Linked DNA regions of Danio rerio: regions 2 and 3 are each linked to region 1. A link is a contact called in public Hi-C and HiChIP or PLAC-seq data. All regions are on one chromosome and are shown on one strand. Each heading gives the region's core, a stretch centred on a gene start, on an enhancer-like site or on the middle of the called end of the contact. The rest is flanking DNA. Distances are from core to core; before and after follow the strand shown.

Evidence for each region. Hi-C and Micro-C count contacts between places; a contact is called where the count stands out from the background. HiChIP or PLAC-seq counts read pairs in DNA pulled down with a chosen protein or histone mark.
Region 2: a contact with region 1 is called in an H3K4me3 HiChIP or PLAC-seq map of embryo, with 3 times the contacts expected there. The contact joins the enhancer-like site here to the promoter of ciao2b in region 1. A contact is called at or near these places in 5 of 18 Hi-C or Micro-C datasets (caudal fin, embryo and hematopoietic stem cells) and 1 of 4 datasets of contacts at active chromatin or transcription factors (embryo).
Region 3: a contact with region 1 is called in a Hi-C map of an unstated tissue, with 4 times the contacts expected there. The contact joins the promoter of nae1 here to the promoter of ciao2b in region 1. A contact is called at or near these places in 1 of 18 Hi-C or Micro-C datasets (an unstated tissue) and 1 of 4 datasets of contacts at active chromatin or transcription factors (embryo).

What each region holds. Positions count from the first base shown.
Region 1 is chr7:45,537,553-45,540,252 of GRCz12tu, forward strand. It overlaps ciao2b (cytosolic iron-sulfur assembly component 2B), which reads right to left and starts at 1,266. Exons shown (of 5, transcript NM_001002449.1): 1 at 1,071-1,266; 2 at 810-889. The coding sequence starts at 1,197.
Region 2 is chr7:45,394,965-45,397,698 of GRCz12tu, forward strand. No RefSeq gene overlaps it. Among named protein-coding and RNA genes, the nearest start is that of ca7, 19 kb to the left of the region's middle. Within about 2 kb of position 1,252, at least 5 of the 62 cell types and tissues checked have an H3K27ac peak or open chromatin away from gene starts, as enhancers often do.
Region 3 is chr7:45,367,375-45,370,074 of GRCz12tu, forward strand. It overlaps nae1 (nedd8 activating enzyme E1 subunit 1), which reads right to left and starts at 1,438. Exons shown (of 20, transcript NM_200499.1): 1 at 1,326-1,438. The coding sequence starts at 1,375.

The DNA of each region.
Region 1 (2,700 bases), core at 16-2,515:
CAAAAATGTTTATTTTGGTGGGGTAGTTAATTTATATCTATTCTGAGAAAAATGTTTGAACTGAGACTCGAAACAGAGAGAAAGAATGATGCATCACAATAACTTATTATGAATTATTTATATTATGCATTGAATTTCTTTTTTCCTTGAAGAATTATACTTTCATAGAAGAGTTCAAACATTTGGTAACACTTTACAATAAGGTACTACTACCATATAATACAGTCTATTATTACTGTAGTTTATATAAACTCACGGTGCATTAACTAATAACAAGCATGAATTTGGAATTTCAATAATGCATTAGTGAATGTTGAACTTAGTTACTATGATTAATGAATGCTGCACAAGCGTTGCTTATACTTAGTCCATGTTAGTAAACATATTAACTAATGAATTGAGGTAAAGTTGGTTTTATATTTACACATTCTGACTTTCTCCCTAATAATATGACTTTATTTAAGTATTCTTTGCTAATTCCTAATATTAACATCATATTAGCAGCCAATGACTATCAAAGTACAACATTTCATTTTAATAATGCTAAAGTTGTTTTGAAGTCATATTTACGTGTGATTTCAGTTATTAAATTCAAAGTACCAGGGTAAACAATACAGAGAGAATAATAATAATAATAATAATAATAAAAGAAATATGAATGAATGTCACAAGCTGTCACTGAACGAATGAGGGAATATAAAATCAACTTTACCTTAGTAACTAATGAAACCTTATTGTAAAGTGTGAACAAATTTTTCATATTTATTTATTCGAGGAGTTCTGCTATTGTGCAAACCACTCAGACTCACATTGACACGCACTTGTTCCACCACATTGAGCTCTTCGAGAGACAGCGGGTGCTCGGGGTCATTGATCGACCTGATCAAATGTAAGTTAATTAGTTAAGGTCTGACTCTAGTATACAGGAACACTTAAATGAGTTTGTGAACTCAAGCAGATTGCAGAAGTAAATAACTGCTATGGTGGCAGATAATTCAAAGCAACCAGGTCGACTTGTCAAAGCAGTGGTGTAGCCTAAAAGTGATGTACGGTGTACTACGAAAGGATATCGAAGATCTCTCTGACATCGATGGGGTCCGCCACATCTTCATCTTCATCAGTGGAGGTGAGCAGTCTTTCCCCTGACCGCTGAAATATCAGAGGATTGGCGTTCTCTAGTCGAGTTCCACCAGACATTATTACACCCTCGACAATGAATTTATGACCAGTAAGTTACTAGTATTTTAGCAGTACTAGCTAATCAAGTCGCTAACTCTACTTCGAAGCCAAACACAAATGACCACAACCCAGGCGAAAAACCCGGAAGTGTACTCGGTTTTCAAAATAAAAGTTTTTAAATAAAAGTCGATGTTTTTGTTTTTGGTTCTGTGTAGAACAGGGGTGTCCAAACTCGGTCCTGGAGGGCCGATGTCCTGCATATTTTATTTTCAACCCCAATTAAACACACCTGAAATAGCTATAACTCATTCTAGGTATACAAAAAACTTCCAAGCAGGTGTGTTGAAGGAAGTTGGAGCTAAACTATGCAAGACACCAGCCCTCCAGGACCGAGTTTGGCCACCCCTGGTGTAGAACATAATTTTACAACATTCTGGGTCATTCTACTGAAACGTGCTTTTTCTGTAGGTCCTTATTATTATTATTATTTTGGCTTAGTCCCTTTACTTATCTGGGGTCACCACAGTGGAATGAACCGCCAACTTATCCAGCACATGGTTTACACAGCAGATGCCCTTGCTTTCAGCTGCAACCGAGTGCTGGGAATCATCTACTGTATATACACACTCATGCACTATGGACAATTTAGTCTATTCAATTCATCTATAGAGCATGTCTTTGTACTGTGGGAGAAACCGGAGCACCTGGAGAAAACCCACGCCAACATGGGGAGAACATGCAAACTCCACACAGAAATGCTAAATGGCCGAGCCGGTAATTGAATCAGAGAATCAGAGGCGACAGTGCTAACCACTGGGCCATATTTATATAGATATATACTGTATATGCTTCATGGTCACAGAATCTTTCTGTTGGTTTCACTTAAAAGGAGCAGGATAAAACACGTGTTGAATTTCTGTACAGAAAGGTTGTGTTTTGATCTTCTTTAGGTTCAGGTGACATTCAAGTGATGCAAATTCACAAGTTAGAGTTCACTAACACATGCAGTTTGCTGTCTGATAGATTTGGATGTGCATGAATGAAAGTCAGTGGGGCAAAAAGTGTTGTCTGACCACACCTTTACAGACATGAAATGCTTGCATTGGCTGTGTTAAATTTCAGAGGCTGAATCCTATGAAGGAAGCATTTGAAAGTTGTCTCAATTCAAACTAATTTGAGGCTTGTTGTTGTTACTGGTTGGTATTTTGCTGCCTCATCCAATTTATGTACATTCTAGCTTATTTGTATAAATTATGATATTTATGATGGTGACGCGGTGGCACAGTGGATAGCACATTTGCCTCACTCCAAGATGGTCGCTGGTTCGAGCCTCAGCTGGGTCAGTTGACATTCCTTTGTGGAGTTTTCATGTTCCCTGCATTTGCATGGGTTTCTTTCAGGTGCTCCGGTTTCCCCCACAGTCCAAAAAACATGTGGTACAGGTGAATTAGGTAAGCTAAACTGACCGTAGTGTATGTGTGTGGGTGAGTGTGAATGGGTGCTTTTCAGTGATGGGTTGCA
Region 2 (2,734 bases), core at 2-2,501, 140 kb before region 1:
TGTGCCCACCCCAATATGATATTATTAATTTAAATGTTTTTACGTAAATTCACAATATTTCAATAAATAAATAGCAGCCACTAAATTATTGTTGATCAATTGGTGCTACTGAAATAGCTGATTCACTGCCCCTCCCCAATCGTCGTTGACAGCACGCACACAATGGCAATTTAACATTTACCTTAAGGTAAATCAATAGAATAAGCTGTATTAATAATATTGTGGCTCAAAAAGGAATATGGATAAATTATATTGTTAGACTATGTATAGTGAGTGTGTGTGAATGCAGTTATTGTTACAGTTGTATTTGTTTGTTTTTTTAATTAATTCATTAATTTTCATTAATTTTAGACATGGCATATACTATATGCTTTACAATAAAAGTATGTGAAAAATAACTGAAAATATATTTATATATATATGAAAAGTGTTTTAAACTAGATATTGATTTTTATTTGGTTTGTACATGTACTTGCTCAATTATTTCAAGGAATAAACTGTAAAATTTCAAGAATGATTAATGGAATTCATTAAAAAATTCTTTATTTCATTTAATAGAAACAAAAATATTACATTACACTGAATTAAATTTTTAAGTGCCACCCTAAGAAATTTTTCTGGGGGTGCCACTGATTAATAAATTTCAATAAATGTTGCAACTGTCCCCTTGCGTTGTTGCAACCGTCTCTCTGCTCGGGGTGGGTTGCAACATTCGACTTTATCTTTTCTAATTTAAATGGCATATATTATATTCAAATATCATAACAATATGAGTGGGGGTCTGGTATAGATGTGGCTTATTATATTAAAATTTTGGGTTTCCACAAAAAAACTGTCTACTACATTGGGTTAGCGCCTCAAGCTACCATTTTTAGGTTAAAATGTTTCTTCCTACTTTACTTTTCTTTTACGGTTTTAATTCTCTTCTGACAGCAGATGGCAGCATTTACCTACATAGGGAAAAGTCTTTAGACACGCGGCATGCAGACCTCGTGTTATTTTTATAGCGGGAGACAGACAAATCTGAACAGACAGACAAAGCTAAACAGCTTACAATTAAAATATGAATGACCTACATTACTTTTAATAATAAACAAAAACCAACAGCAAACAAACCTGTTTCATGTAGGATATCCACATTAAGCCAACCACATCACTTTCTTCCGCCAAGGTCAATTTCCTGCGAGATGACATCATTGTATCTGATTCTTTACATAAAGTGATGATGTCATGCTTTCGGTTGCTAAGTAATCCCAGGTGGAGTCATATCTGCTGCTATCAGTCATTTGAGCAGTCTGATTCGTGGAAATATTACTGTTTGGAGCTTCATTAACAATGGATGAGGCTGATGTCTGGTATATATTTGACATATTTGCAGAAATAGGATTCCCAGAATAGTCACGGTGTCACTGTGTAAAGATCGAGGATACCTGAGCAAGCACAAAATGTATGGTCGCGATCAATGTGGCGTGTAATTTAAACTGCATCTGGACGTCATAAAAATAGCAGCAAGCTGATATTTTTGGCTGCATGGTATCAATAAAGCCGACCACTGTCTCAATCTGAGATAATAACCAATATCGCCCAAGGGAAGGCAAAACAGGCTCTAGATAAGATCACAACCCCATGCTATTGCTCTTCTGTTAGCTGCCAAAGAAGAGACATGGGCGCAAAATCAAATTATATGAAATGTAGTTGTATTTTAGATGCGGCCTCACGCTCCTCATCCTGTTTAACTCACAGACTACACCACACAAGCATTCACTGACCATCAAACAAATAATATACTTCAAATTTAATACTTTAGAAAAGCCGTCAACAAAACCAAAAGATCACAGGATCGATCCATCCATGATATTTTCCAGTCAAAAAAATTGATACAGTTTCAAAAGACTAAAATCTCATAGATAGGCTATATAGCATGCTAGCTTTGCTTAAGTTTTAATTTCCCACAGAAAATCAAGATTTATGGGACTAGTCAGATTTTGTTTTGATTTAATTTGATTTATTAATTTTGGGGTGTCTGCAAAATACTGATCCATGACAATATTATGCTGTGGTAATATATTATATTGCATTTATGTTTATTTATAGCAATTTTTACAATGTCAAAGCAGCTTAAAATAGTTCTAGTAAAGTCTAGATTTCAGAGTTGAAATTCAGTTTAGTTCAGTTCAGTGTGATTTAAATTTCACTGCTGAAAGTTCAAACACTGTAGAGCGAATCCAACGAAGCACAGCTCCACAAGTCCTGATCTGAGCATCCAGTGGCGAGGAAAAAAACTAAACCAATTGATGAAGTGAAGGGGGAAAAACGTGAAAGAAACCGGGCTCTAGCTGTTGGGTACGACCATTTTTCTTCTGGCCAAACTTCCCGTGTGGAGCTGCAGTCTAGGCACCGGAGGCTGGAGAAGCTTGGATGTCCATCGTGGAGAAGCTGCAGGTGTGAGTAGGGCACTGGCGGGAGGTCAGGCTGACCCACAGGATTAATGCGAGGACTCGTTTGTCTTCAGAATGCAGAAATCAGTCTCATGCACTTTTGGGGCAGTGATGCACGACCACACCTGGCCTGCGTCCAAAATCGCATCATCCTGTATAGTTTGTGAAACACAGTATAGTTCATGGGCTTAAGACATAGGTCCGGCGACTAGTTGACTTTATGGTAAACGCTTGATAGTCGTAAACTTATGGACCATCAGCTTCAAAAGATTTTTTTTAAAGATAGACTGCATTTA
Region 3 (2,700 bases), core at 188-2,687, 170 kb before region 1:
AAAGAACATGTTCAGTGAAGATATTTAGCACATTTCCTATTGTAAATATATCAAAACTCAGTTTTTGATCAGTAATATGCAATACTAAGCACTAGATTTTAATTAAGACTCCAGATGTTCAAGTATTTGTCTCAGCCAAATGTTGTCCCATCATAACAAAGTATATTGACGTAGCTAAATAAATCTAAACAAGAGCAATTCCATGCAAATGTCAACCTTAAGCTTTTACTAAAATAGCGAAACCATTTCTGGGTTTTTTGTGTAAGTATTTTACAGTACTTTAGAAATACCCCAAATTGCATCTGTCAATGTTTTTAAACTATTCTATTTGATTTACCAAAGTCACACAAGAGGCAATTTAACATCTGTCACATCCATAAAAGAGAGAAGTCACATAACGACACTTAAATGTGAAAATATTACATAAAATAAAATTTTCATTTTTTGTTTTATTACCCTTTGGATTAGCATAGTTTCTTTTGGATTGAGAAGTAATTCACATAATTTATACAAAGCACGATGTATACTATAAACCCGCAGACTTTTTTTTGTCACATCCATAAGGCATGTTTCCTCATTTTAAATAGGCTTAAAGCATGTTTACATATTGATATTTTTCTAGTCCCTTAACTCTGTGGTCATTTGTTCTGGAAAATCTAAACAAAAGTTTCAATTTAATTTTAACATTTGCTTTCTGGCGAGGCAGTGGCGCTGTCGCACGCTCAGTTGGCGTTTCTGTGTGGAGTTTGCATGTTCTCCCTGCCTTCGCGTGGGTTTCCTCCGGGTGCTCCGGTTTCCCCCACAGTCCAAAGACATGCGGTACAGGTGAATTGGGTAGGCTAAATTGTCAGTAGTGTATGAGTGTGTGTGGGGAAATTTCCCAGAGATGGGTTGCGGCTGGAAGGGCATCCGCTGCTTAAAAACTTGCTGGATAAGTTGGCGGTTCATTCCGCTGTGGCGACCCCCGATTAATAAAAGGAATTTACTTTCTATGCGAATTTATGTTTTGAGTTTTTACTGCAAATGTCACATCCATAACGCGTGAAATGCTCATAAACAAATCTGAAATATATCAAGTGTTTTCAGATCTGCTACTTTAACGTTAACGTTACTTGACGGGCCAGGCGAGAAGTCTGATTAATTCTGTCGTTGCTGTTTAAATTAAACAATGATGAATTTGACGAGATAATTAAAGCTCTTGCAGTGACCGATGGGCCTCTGTACATTTGCGTTAATGCAATAGGAAAACTTTACCGCTGAAGCAGAATAATTGGTCGTGCGAACCCGATTATTATGTGATTTTCGAACACACAAATGATACATACCTGAGCTGTCGATCATACTTCTGCTCTTTGCTTGTTTTGGGGTCTGTCATGGTCCTCTGTCTCTCTCTCTGTGACGGCTGAATCCTACCGGCGCGCCACTGTTTCACTATTTTCCGATCGACGGTCGCAGATTCGTTGCAGACAGACTTGATGCTCCACTTTCGGGTGACCGCGAGATGGAGGCAGCGAGCAGCTTGAACAATAGTGATTTGCAGCTCTGCATTGACACTTGGAGTATATGCATTCTAAAGTGGATAGTTCACGCAATAAAGTAATTTTGTTATCATTTAGGCTACTCACTCTTGACTTGCTCGAGGATCCAGTTAGAATTTTTGAACTTTTTGAAGTTTTTGAGCATTTAAAGTGGATGGAACAAGTTTTTTAAATTTGCCCTTAGACAAGAATGGGTGTTATTCTATAATTTTAGGACAACTTTGATGAAAGTTGATGATCCACTTCAAATGTTGACTTCTATATGTTCTATATATGTCAGAAACATAAACCATTTATATACCAGAAACAAATATGTCCCATACATGTCAGAAACATACTGTTTATGTCCTATGACAGAAACATGTCCACTTATATGTCACAAAAATGTCCCACATATGTCAAAAACGTATATGTCCCCTATATGTATAGCACATACATGTAACATATATGCCAAAAACATATATGTCCACATATATGCCAGAAACATGAATGGTCATATCATCATGGCAAAGATAAAATAAATCAGTTATCAGAAATGAGGTATTAAAACTATTATGTTTAGAAATGTGTTGAAGAAATCTTCTCTCCGTTAAACAGAAATTGGTGAAAAAATAAACAGTGGGCTAATAATTCAGACTTAAACTGTATGTCCCATATATTTCTGAATCATATATATCCACATATATGCCAAAAACATATAAGTCCCATCTATGCATAACACATTAATGTCCACATATATGCCAGAAACACAAAAGTCCCATTTATGTCACAAACATATTTGTCCATATATGTAAACCACATATATGTCTAATAGGTGCCAGAAACATACAAGTCCCCTAAATGTATAACACATATATGTCCGATATTTGTAAGAAACATATATGTACACATATATGCCAGAAACATATTTGTCATTTATGCATAACATATGTCCACATATACGCCAGAAACATATATGTCACAAAACATATTTGTCCACATATATGCCAAAAAGGTATGCAACCCTTATGTGTATGACAAATAAATGTCCCAAATATTTCATAAACATATATGTATCCATATTTATCTCCCATAAACGTCAGATTCATATGTCCCTTATATTTCAGAATGATATAGGTCAAGATATATGTCAGAATCATATATGTCAGAAAGATATATTTCC